Linked DNA regions of Dromaius novaehollandiae: region 1 is linked to region 2. The links are chromatin contacts, called in public Hi-C maps. All regions are on one chromosome and are shown on one strand. Each heading gives the region's core, a stretch centred on a gene start, on an enhancer-like site or on the middle of the called end of the contact. The rest is flanking DNA. Distances are from core to core; before and after follow the strand shown. Region 1 holds the start of TMX1 (thioredoxin related transmembrane protein 1). Region 2 overlaps TRIM9 (tripartite motif containing 9).

Region 1 (4,879 bases), core at 1,750-4,249, 92 kb before region 2:
TGTTTCACTATGCACAAACACTTGCAATAGAAAACTTCTTAATCCTAAAATTAGTACTCCTGCACCTACATTCTCCCCTGTGGGCCAATATGTTACAGAAGATCAATCACACAGTTTCAAGATTCGGATGGTGTTAAAAGTATCAAAGTTACCAAAGTAACAATGCTGAGCTGCCCACAACAGCCACAGAAAAGGTCTAGTGTAACATTTCTTAAACTGAACACCTAAAATCCAGCCTCCTTTCAGCACACTACGACTAATGTCTCTCAACTGAAAAATAAAACAATGAACAATTGGGTTCACTTCCCTCAACCGATGGTGTCCCCAGTGTGCATTATCACTCAGTCACTTAAGTCCTGAAATCACTTCTTTCTCCCCACCCCACAGCATATGCAACAGTAACTAAAAGCATTTCAAAGCTACCAAACCAAAGGGTATTCCAGAGACCATCTTCTCAGACTACAAGGTATCACCACATCACTATTCCCTAACCCTCAACCCCTCCACGCTGGTTTTAACTTTACTACAGATGGCAGTGCTTTCTTAAATAACCAGCCCCTATTATACAACTATGTTGCTACACTGTTTTCAAGTTTTTATTTGCTAACTTTCTAGAATTTAGTTGGGCAAAGCAGCTTTCTGCTGTATAATCAAAAGAAGAATTTCAAGCATCAGTAAATTATCTAGAACAGTTTAACATAATAATACCTCCAGCTACACTTTTGAAACCTTAAAGTAAACCTTACTCAGGAGACCTTTGCTATTCTCCCACCGCTGAGGAACGAGGCATGACATACACTACACGCTCACACACTCCTTACTAGCACAGAGCTGCTGCCTGAGCTGCTGTGAAGCTAAGGACCAACATCTACCTCTGCTTCCGCATGCAGCACCAGGTATGGCACACCTAAGAAGTCGTCTGAGCATGTCCTTGAAGTGTGTATGTTTGATGACAAATTTTTGTAATCATACCAAAACTTACAGAAAAGAGGAAGGACCGAACCATGATGAAACAGGTTCCACGGACTTCCATTCCTGATCACTGATGAAATTTATGAAATCAGTTTTAGTTCTTGCACCTTGGTATCTCCTAAACTCTCCATCTTTACAACTGTAAAACAAAAAAATAGACCTTTGTTTTAGTCCAAGCATGCAAAATTTGCTTCCACTTACAAACATATTTCCCCTTCACTTTGGCTATTCCCTTTTTATTTTGCTTCAGACAACGTTGTTTCTAAAATGTTTTCTGAGCATCTTGACTCCAAGTATAATAGTGCATCTTTGCTAGCTTCAGGTTGTGATCCCCCCAAAAATAATGGTCGTCTTAATAAAATTGCCACACAATGGCATTAAGACCAACCTACAGAGAAAAGATTGCAAAACAGAAACGCCCATGAAGGGATGAAACAAATGAGGCCTGAAGGGAAAAGAAAAATATTGGTGGCATTGTAAAGTCAGATTAGATAAGAAAATGGTTCTTTTTGTGCAAAGTTACCCACGTTCTTACAGAACTTGATAAATCTCATTCGCTTCCACCAAAAAAAGAAAATGACATTTCCTCTCTCCTCCAAAAAAACCAGCGCACTGTATACTTACTGATAGATGGTAGGAAGAGCTGTTATGACAAATCGTCCACTTAATCCTGTAAGAAAACAGATATTTTCAGAATAGTAGTGCACTCCAATATAAGAAGAAAAGACTAGAAATATTTCTTATACATCTTAAAGTTCATAAGAAAAGCTGCTTTCAGGTATCAACCTTTAATTCCGATCAAACACAAACTTGTGCATATCAACAAGGCAGGGCACAGTTTAAAAGAAGCATCCCAGGACAAGGAGAGAGAAATTTTCTCTATGGAAAAAGAGATGTCTGGGGCTAACAACCATTATACTTGACTATTTTGGCCTTAACTCTTCAGAAAAAGATTCTCTCTTCTTCCACATGCTCTGTAACCTCCAGTGCTCGCGTACAATAATTCAAGTAAGACAAGTTTCAGAAGTTCTAATATGACTTTGGAAAAAAGTACCAGCTTCAAGGTTATTTTTACAAGGTTGGGCAAGGTGGGGGGGGGGGGTTGTTTGTTTGTTTTTTACACAAACATAAGGGAAATCAACAGAAGGCAGCTTCAGCTAAGAGAGATCAGACTCCCTGAGCTTCCTTTTTGTCAGCCAAGAGAGGTACTGCCACAGGGGAAGACCAGATGACCAAAACCAGATTCTCCTTCTTTATAATACTTTCATAAAACCAAACATCTCCTTGAAGTCCTCCAATCCACTCTGCAGAGGAAACCTCTAGTTCCTTTATGTATGATGAAAGACTAGATCACTTAGCCCAAATATAGCAATCTGCCTCCAGGAGAGCTCACTAAACATCTGTGTTATTCTGATTTTAAAAAATAAACAGAGTCAGTGGTTTCAGAAAAGCACACTGACACCAGAACTTTTGCCTAAGTGCCGAAAAAAGTCAGGAAACACAAAGGAGGGGGGGCGTATAAACGCCCACGCAAGCTTTGCTCACCTGGCTGCTCGGTCACGTCCACTTTAGCAATATTCACCTCAAGATCCTCTCCCCACTCGGCGAACTTCTCCCACTCGGGCTGCAGGTTCTGGCAGGCGGGGCACCACGGGGCATAGCTGGAGCCAGAGGAAAGCTGTCACCAACGGGGGCCGGGGGCGGCGGGGAGGCGCCGCCGGCTGCGTCGGGCGGGGACCGCTGAGAGACCCCCCCGCCCCGCCGCCCCGGGGGAAGGAGCCGGCCCGAGCACCCCCCTCCCGACTCACAACTCCACCATCCACTCGCCCTCCAGCAGCTCCCGCCACGTGCCGTCCGTCAGCGTCTTCACTTGGCTCCGCCTGCCCTGCGCCAGCGCCAGCGCCGCCGCGACGGCCGCCAGCGCCAGCCACGCCACGGCGCACCGCCGCCCGGCCGCCGCCATCTTGCCGCGCCGCGCACCGCCCGCTTCCGCCCGCGCGGGGACGCCGAGCGGGGAGGGAGGGAGGGCGGGGCGCCCTGCACGTCACCGCCGGCACCGCCCCCACAGCGCGGCGCACGCGCGCCTGGCGCCTCGCGCCTGCTGGGCGCCGGCCGCCCTTCACCGCGCGTGCGCGGAGAAGTGGGGCCCACCCCGGCCGCTTGCGGGAACGAGCTGGGGGCGGGCTCAGGGTGCGCCGCAGCCAATAAGACGTCGAGTTGTGGGGGGCGGGAGCTTCGAGCAAACCCCCAGGAGACCCTGGGCTCGGCCAATGGGGGACGCGGGTCCCCTCCCCCCACCGCCTCACATTGCACCGCCCCAACGGTCCTCTGAGGTGGGGTGGGACCGGACCGGACTGGACTGGACTGGACTGGACTGGACTATTGGCATTGGGTGCTAGTGAGCAGCTTTGAGGAGGTCTGGCTGTTGGCAAGTGCCACTCTGAACCTCGCCCTGGAGCAAGGAAGTTTGGAGAGAGCCCCCCAAGTGCAGGAGGAAGCTTCTGCTTTAGGGCAATGAGGATGATTAGGGGACTGGAGCATCTCCTCTATGAGAAAAGGCTGAGAGCTGGGACTGTGCAGCCTGGAGGAGAGAAGACTGAGGGGGGATCTTATCAATGTGTATAAATATCCTAAGGGAGGGTGTAGGGAGGATGGGGCCAGACTCTTTTCAGTGGTGCCAGTGACAGGACAAGAGGCAACAGGCACAAACTGAAACACAGGAAGGTCTGTCTGAACATGAGGAAAAACTTCTTTACTGTGAAGATGACAGAGCACTGGAATAGGTTGCCCGGAGAGGTTGTGGAGTCTCCTTCCTTGGAGACAGTCAAAACCTGCCTGGATGCGATCCTGTGCAAGGTGCTCTAGGTGACCCTGCTTGAGCAGGGGGGCTGGACTAGATGATCTCCAGAGGTCCCTGCCAACCTCAACCACTCTGGGATTTGGTGCTTCCCCTTGCTGCTGCTCAGAGGAGGGTGTCTCCACAGAGGACCCAGGCTGTACCCTGGACAATCAGGGGCCCTTGGGAGTTGCCTGACTTCCCTGTGGTGCACGGGGCACTTCTCTCTCCCCACCCCACCTCCTCTCACAGCCGGCAAGCAAACAGCTGAACAAAGCCATCCACAACAAGCGCTACAGCCACGTTAAGCCGCTGTGCCCCACTTCCTGCCCACTGAATGGGGGAAGAGCATCAGGTGCTCAGGACAGCCAGTGGCCCATGGCCATAAGCAGAAACTGCTGTATGAGGTCGCAGAGAAAACACACTTCCCCCACCCCAACCCCTGCTTCCCCTTCCACATTGCTAGTAACCTGTGGCAGAAATAAGTAGTTCTCAAGCAGAAGTCACAAAAAAGGTCACAGATAATAACCACATACATCCCACATCATTTTACTTTATTGCTAGCTTAAGCTTTTTGAGGCAAGGAACTTCCTCTTCTTACATGCACATACTTTCTCTACCACAAAGGCTCCTCCACCTCTTGATCAGCAGGGCTGTGATAACACAAGTCATCTTTCCTTTTCTGTGTGGAGCATTTATTTGTCTGTGCCTTTGAAAGGGGCTTTTGCCATAATTTAACATCCCACAATTTAGGGCCTTGGCAGGTGGAGAGGTCTGGTTTGCAGCAGCCATTAGAGCAGTGTAGCAAAATGAATAAATCAGGGTTTTTTGGTTTTTTTTTTTTCTATTTTGGCAACTTTTCTATAGTACAATGTGTATGTTCCTTTTAAATAAGAACACTGACACATTACTAAGGACTTGCTGAAGCTTGTTACTCATTGATTCAGGGTTCAATAGTAATTCGCTGCATACAGCACAGCTCACTTCCGTTTTATTTTAGTGATAATTGGATTTTTGAAATGTTATTGATACCCCAAGAATACCTGTGTTCTGCATCAGTAATGAGATGTT
Region 2 (4,772 bases), core at 2,083-4,582:
GCCTTCTAGGAGCCGTATTAAAATGTAAATTATAGTTAATGTCATCTTGCAAGGAAGAAAAGCTCTGGAAATAAATTTCCTATTTTAAGGTAGTAGTGAACTGCTGTGAGTGCACAGCAAAAGTCCTTTTTATAGGCTGTAATTAGCAACCGCGTTCTGGCTGTTGCCTTCTTTAAAACCTAAAGGGAAAAGAAGTAATTTCATAAGAACAACTGCAAACAAAATGTATGGAGCTTCCCAAATCCCCTCGCCAGCTGAGGCAGCATACTGTCCCATTAGTCTTCTCTCAGAAGATGCCACAATTCAGCAAAGTGTGGTACCCTCGTGGTTTCAGCAGAGCCTTGTAAACTATCTGCTTCCATGCAAAATTCAGAATAACCTGGTTTTACTTGTAGTGTGATGAATACTGCATGTCCCTCTGAGTCCTTCTGAGGCCACCCCTCACCCCAACACTTAGTCTCATTTGCTTGAGGAAGTCAAATGCTTGAAGAAATCTCAAATTTTGCTTTTGGCTGTCATTCAAAATACTCCTCATTACTGGGGTAACAGGGAGCTGAGATACCCCAGAGAGTGCAAATCCCAGGTGGTAGCAACTACTGCCTATGCTCCAGGTCTGGTTCTGGGAAGATCTGTGAACATGAGCAGGACACGAAGTTGTGACAAGTCCAGAAAGCAGAACCAACTCAAGCGTTTCTCCATCACATTTCCTAGCGTTTTAGGGATATGGCATAGATGCACGAGGCCATGCAAGCAGGACAGCAGTGTTCATGCAGTGCAGTTCCTAAGCTGGTAACCATCCCAGCCTCCAACCAGCAGTGCATGGAGGCAGCTCATGCGTGCCCGCATTGCCTGCATGTTTCATTCACAGCTGCGTAACTCACCTAGATTAAGCAAGGGAGGGCTGTGATACATGAGGACAACCATGAGTTGCTTACGGCCGTACAGAAAACTTGCAGCCTTCCATTGGCTCCAGTGGATTTTAGATCCTGGCTTCAATGGTGTGGGGGATGTTTATTTTTAAAACTTCTAATTTCCCTAATCCAAGCAATTCGCGGAGTCTTGCTGTTCTTGTCTGCACCCTGCTTCTCTTGTGCGTAGTGCAGAAGCTGGTGCTCAGCTGCTGTAAAGCCATGAAGCCCCATTTGGTCCCAAACGAAGGTCCTTCTCTTGGCTTGAAAACACGTTTGTTGGTGATGAGGGGAAATGTGGATTTCTGTTGCCAGCTTGCCTGCTGTGTATATGCTGCAATTAAACTGCCGTTTCATGCTCTAGTTCTCCAGATGAATAGGTTCTCGATCCCGGAATGGGTTGCAGAAAGGAAGGCTTGCTGGAGCTAAGGGTTTGGGCTGTGACAGAACCACAGCCGCTCCGCTGGATGCGGCTTCTGAGCTGCTGCCCATCGTGGCGTCGGGCGCGAGCTCTAAGCCGAGAGGCAGCGGCTGCCCCGCAGCCCCGGTGGGAAGGATGCTCGCAAGCTGCTGGGACAGATGCGATGCACAGCGTAGGGAGAGCTAGCTGCCGAGCGCTTTGCCATCTGCGTGGCTGTGTTCTGCCGCCCACGGCACGGGGATGTAGCTTCAAACCAGCCGGCTGTGTAAATGGGGCAGGAGGATGAAGGGCAAGATCAAGCATCCCCCACTCAGCTCAAGCAGACATCCAGCAAAGCTTCCAAGCATCCCATTAAGCTCCCATAATCTACTGGAGCTGGAACAGTGCTCATGCAGCCCATGAGTCCCATCTTTATATGCCTAAAGATTTGCGTGGCCTCGCTGGTTGTGTCCCAGGGAGCAGTAATTAATAGCAAACCCACACTTCTCTGTCGCAAATTAACGGCTCGTCAGTGATCTCTCCTCCTCAAGAGCCGTTTCAGAGCGTGGTTCTGGGTTGCGAACGAGCCAGTTTGCAGAGGTTAGAAGTGTAAGGCAGCCCGGGATGGCAGAGCCGGCTCAGCCTGTTCAGCTGCTCCGGGGCTTCCTCCAGGCTGCTGTCTGTGGTGCCACCCCAGCGGGGACAGGGACCTTCCTCCTGCCAGTCACCTGGCCCTGAAGGCTCAGGCCAAGGCCTTCAGTGAGGTGGGGGATGACCATGTCAAAGAGCCTTGGTGCCCTGAGCCAGGGGTGGGAGCCCCTTCATCTCCTTTGCCTTCCCACTCCTCATCCTCCAGCCCCGTGGGCTTGCCCTCACGTTCAGTCCGTCTCCGTCGCTCTTAGCTTGGATTACTGCCTCGGCCGGGGCTCGGGGCAGAGCGGGAGCAGAGGAGGGACGCTCAGCCCCCAGCGCAGCCCACCCCAGCGACAAAGCAGCCTGCAACCTGCGCTTCGGACCCGACTTTCATCAGCAGGGATTATCTGCCAGGAAATGCGGTCAGTAATCGGCCTTTTCGCAGTCCCCCGCAGGAGAGCAGCCCGCTGGCTCTGGCCTCAGCCCACCCCGCTGCCTGGAAGCAGGGCCGGGTGGAGGAGCAAGGCCAGGGCTGCCCGTCCCGGGCCCCAGCTCCCTCCTTGCAGCCAGCGCGAGGAGGCCCCGCGGCGCTCAGGATGGTGCCCGAGCTGTGCAGGCAGCTCGCCTTGCCCACGAATTCAATATCCTGGGCCCATCAGACCGAGATTTAAGCTACAAGGAAGATTAGAAGATTGTTTTACCAATCCCGTCCTTGCTGTCTGCCTGGTGGCATGTGCATTTCCCCGGAAAACAGGCTCGCAGGAGAAGGGGCGGCTGTTTCTCTGTACATTCAGCGTGTGATTCCCATTGCCCGTTTGCAGCCCCGCGGACGGGGGAGTGCAACACCTCTGAAGCGGCTGAGCTCTGCCCGCGTAGGGGCAATCAGGTTATAGTCTAACAGCAATGTAGGCGCCAGGCTGGGCTCACCTTGCGCTTAGTGGACGCAGTGTGGAGCTGGGTCTCTCAGCTGCGGACTGTGCACCTCCTGGATCCTGCCCCCAAGGACTGAGCATCCCCACTGAGAAAGGAAGTCCAGGGACTTGCCCACACTCATGGACGGGGTCAGCAGCAGAGCCAAAGGGGGAGCATAGGTGCCCCGATCTCCAGCACTAGCCACGTGTCTCTGCTCCATCCCAGCAGAGCCATTCCAGTGCACTCAAGTGCTTAAAACTGGCATTGAATGAACTCTTCTCTCTAACGACAGCGTTTGAGGCCACAACTGATGCATGCCTGCGATGCCCGTGCTCTAGCCGTGTCTCAGAGTGATCCATCACCTCTGCACGCCGCCGCCGCGCACGCTGCTTGGTCCGGAGGAGCAATATGGGAGCTCCCTCTGCTGCCTGCCAGCACCGCTTGCTGCTGCGCGCTGCTGCTGCATCCCCTCCGCGCGCTCCCAGCCTTGCTCCGGCCTCTTCCCCAGCAGGCTGGGAACTAAATCACACCGAGAGCCCTAAGAGCGCAAACAGCAGATGCCTGCAGATCAGGAGCTGGCTAGCAGAGCGTTCCTTGGCGTTCCGCAGGAGCGGAGGGGTTGTCCCACGTCGCAGGACACGTGATCCTTCTCTGCCTGTTAGGTGATTAAGTAGAAGTGGTTCAATTATAGTTAAGCAACACGAGATCTGATAGACTGCCCTGCAAGAGGCATTGCACCCCGTCGAAGCCCGGCTGCTTTCAGACCGGCATCCGCTTTGTTTCCCTTCCCGGCCCCTCTGGCTGGAGAGGACGCGCGGGCAGTCGGCTCCCTGCCCCGTCACAGGACAGGGGTGGTTGTTTCTGTGCTGCTGTGCCTGCTGAATCAACGCTGGGACTCGCCAGCTGCAGCACCGCAGGCACAGCTGCTTTCAGGAATATTTGGCGCTGCTTGTTGCAGCCTTTTCCGTCACGCTGCGGATGCTGGGGGGAAGCTCGTCTTCATTGTCCGTGCAACGCCCTAAAGAGCTGTGATCCCGAGACCTGGGTAGCTTCGTTCAGTCCTGACGGAGAGCTTTACGCAGCTTTGAAGCCTTTTCAGAAAAAACATTTCTTACCTGCCTTGGGCACGTTGATCTAAAGCGTAAAACCTCTCTTCGCGAGCTGCCCTGCCGGTCTCCTCTCCAGAGCCAGGTCCCGGCTGCGAGTTCTGCTGATAGAAATCCCGCTGACGTCAGCGGCAGATCTGCGCTGTCTCCTTCTGCAGGGGATCCAGGGAGCACGTAGCGCACTGGCAGCGCCCGGCGACGGGGAGGGGGGTTCCCAGAAGGGCCAGGCAGGAGCGAACCCCTTACTGTCACCGAAGGGACAGCCCTCCCTCAAACACCCTCCTAGTCCGGGAGTCTGAACCGCGTCTAACCGGCTGTGTTTCAGGGAAGGTCAGCGGAGCCGCGGGCAGGGATGCTCGTCCCATCCCGGGCACTCAGCTGAGGAGACCACGTGCTTGGTTGTGCTCTGCTGCTGGGATGCTGAAATCCATCCCCTTGGAGGAACTGCCCGTGGGTGCAAGAGGAGATGCTTCACCGCGCAGCCCGGATGGCCGCAGCCTGAGCTCGGAGAGGCCCGGGGGCTGCAGAGAGCCAGGACATCACGGTCCCTTTGCCTCTTTGCTGAGCAATTCACCCGGACTGCTCTTTCCGATCACTAGTCTACAGAAGCATAGTGTCCTGTGACCGATAACAGGAGTGTCCCCTCTCAGCTCCAGTTGATTTTGGTCAAATGAGGTGGAAAAATACCCGATCGATTGGGAAAAAGCACTGCTGCCAAGGGAGGGACTTCCCAGGGACTCCTGTAAGCAGAAAGTACCAGCATAGGGGAAGCTATTTTCTATCCCTGGCTGGGATTCTTCCACCTTCCCCTAC

Evidence for each region. A called contact is a pair of places that touch in the nucleus more often than the background predicts.
Region 1: a Hi-C map of brain shows a contact between it and region 2, with 5 times the contacts expected there. The contact joins the promoter of TMX1 here to the enhancer-like site in region 2. A contact is called at or near these places in 2 of 4 Hi-C or Micro-C datasets (brain and liver).

What each region holds. Positions count from the first base shown.
Region 1 is chr5:4,106,950-4,111,828 of bDroNov1.hap1, reverse strand. TMX1 (thioredoxin related transmembrane protein 1) reads right to left here and starts at 2,999. Exons shown (of 8, transcript XM_026118333.2): 1 at 2,781-2,999; 2 at 2,518-2,633; 3 at 1,597-1,642; 4 at 983-1,111. The coding sequence starts at 2,935.
Region 2 is chr5:4,015,726-4,020,497 of bDroNov1.hap1, reverse strand. All of the region lies in intron 3 of TRIM9 (tripartite motif containing 9), which reads left to right. Among named protein-coding and RNA genes, the nearest start is that of PYGL, 28 kb to the right of the region's middle. Within about 2 kb of position 3,332, at least 1 of the 2 cell types and tissues checked has open chromatin away from gene starts, as enhancers often do.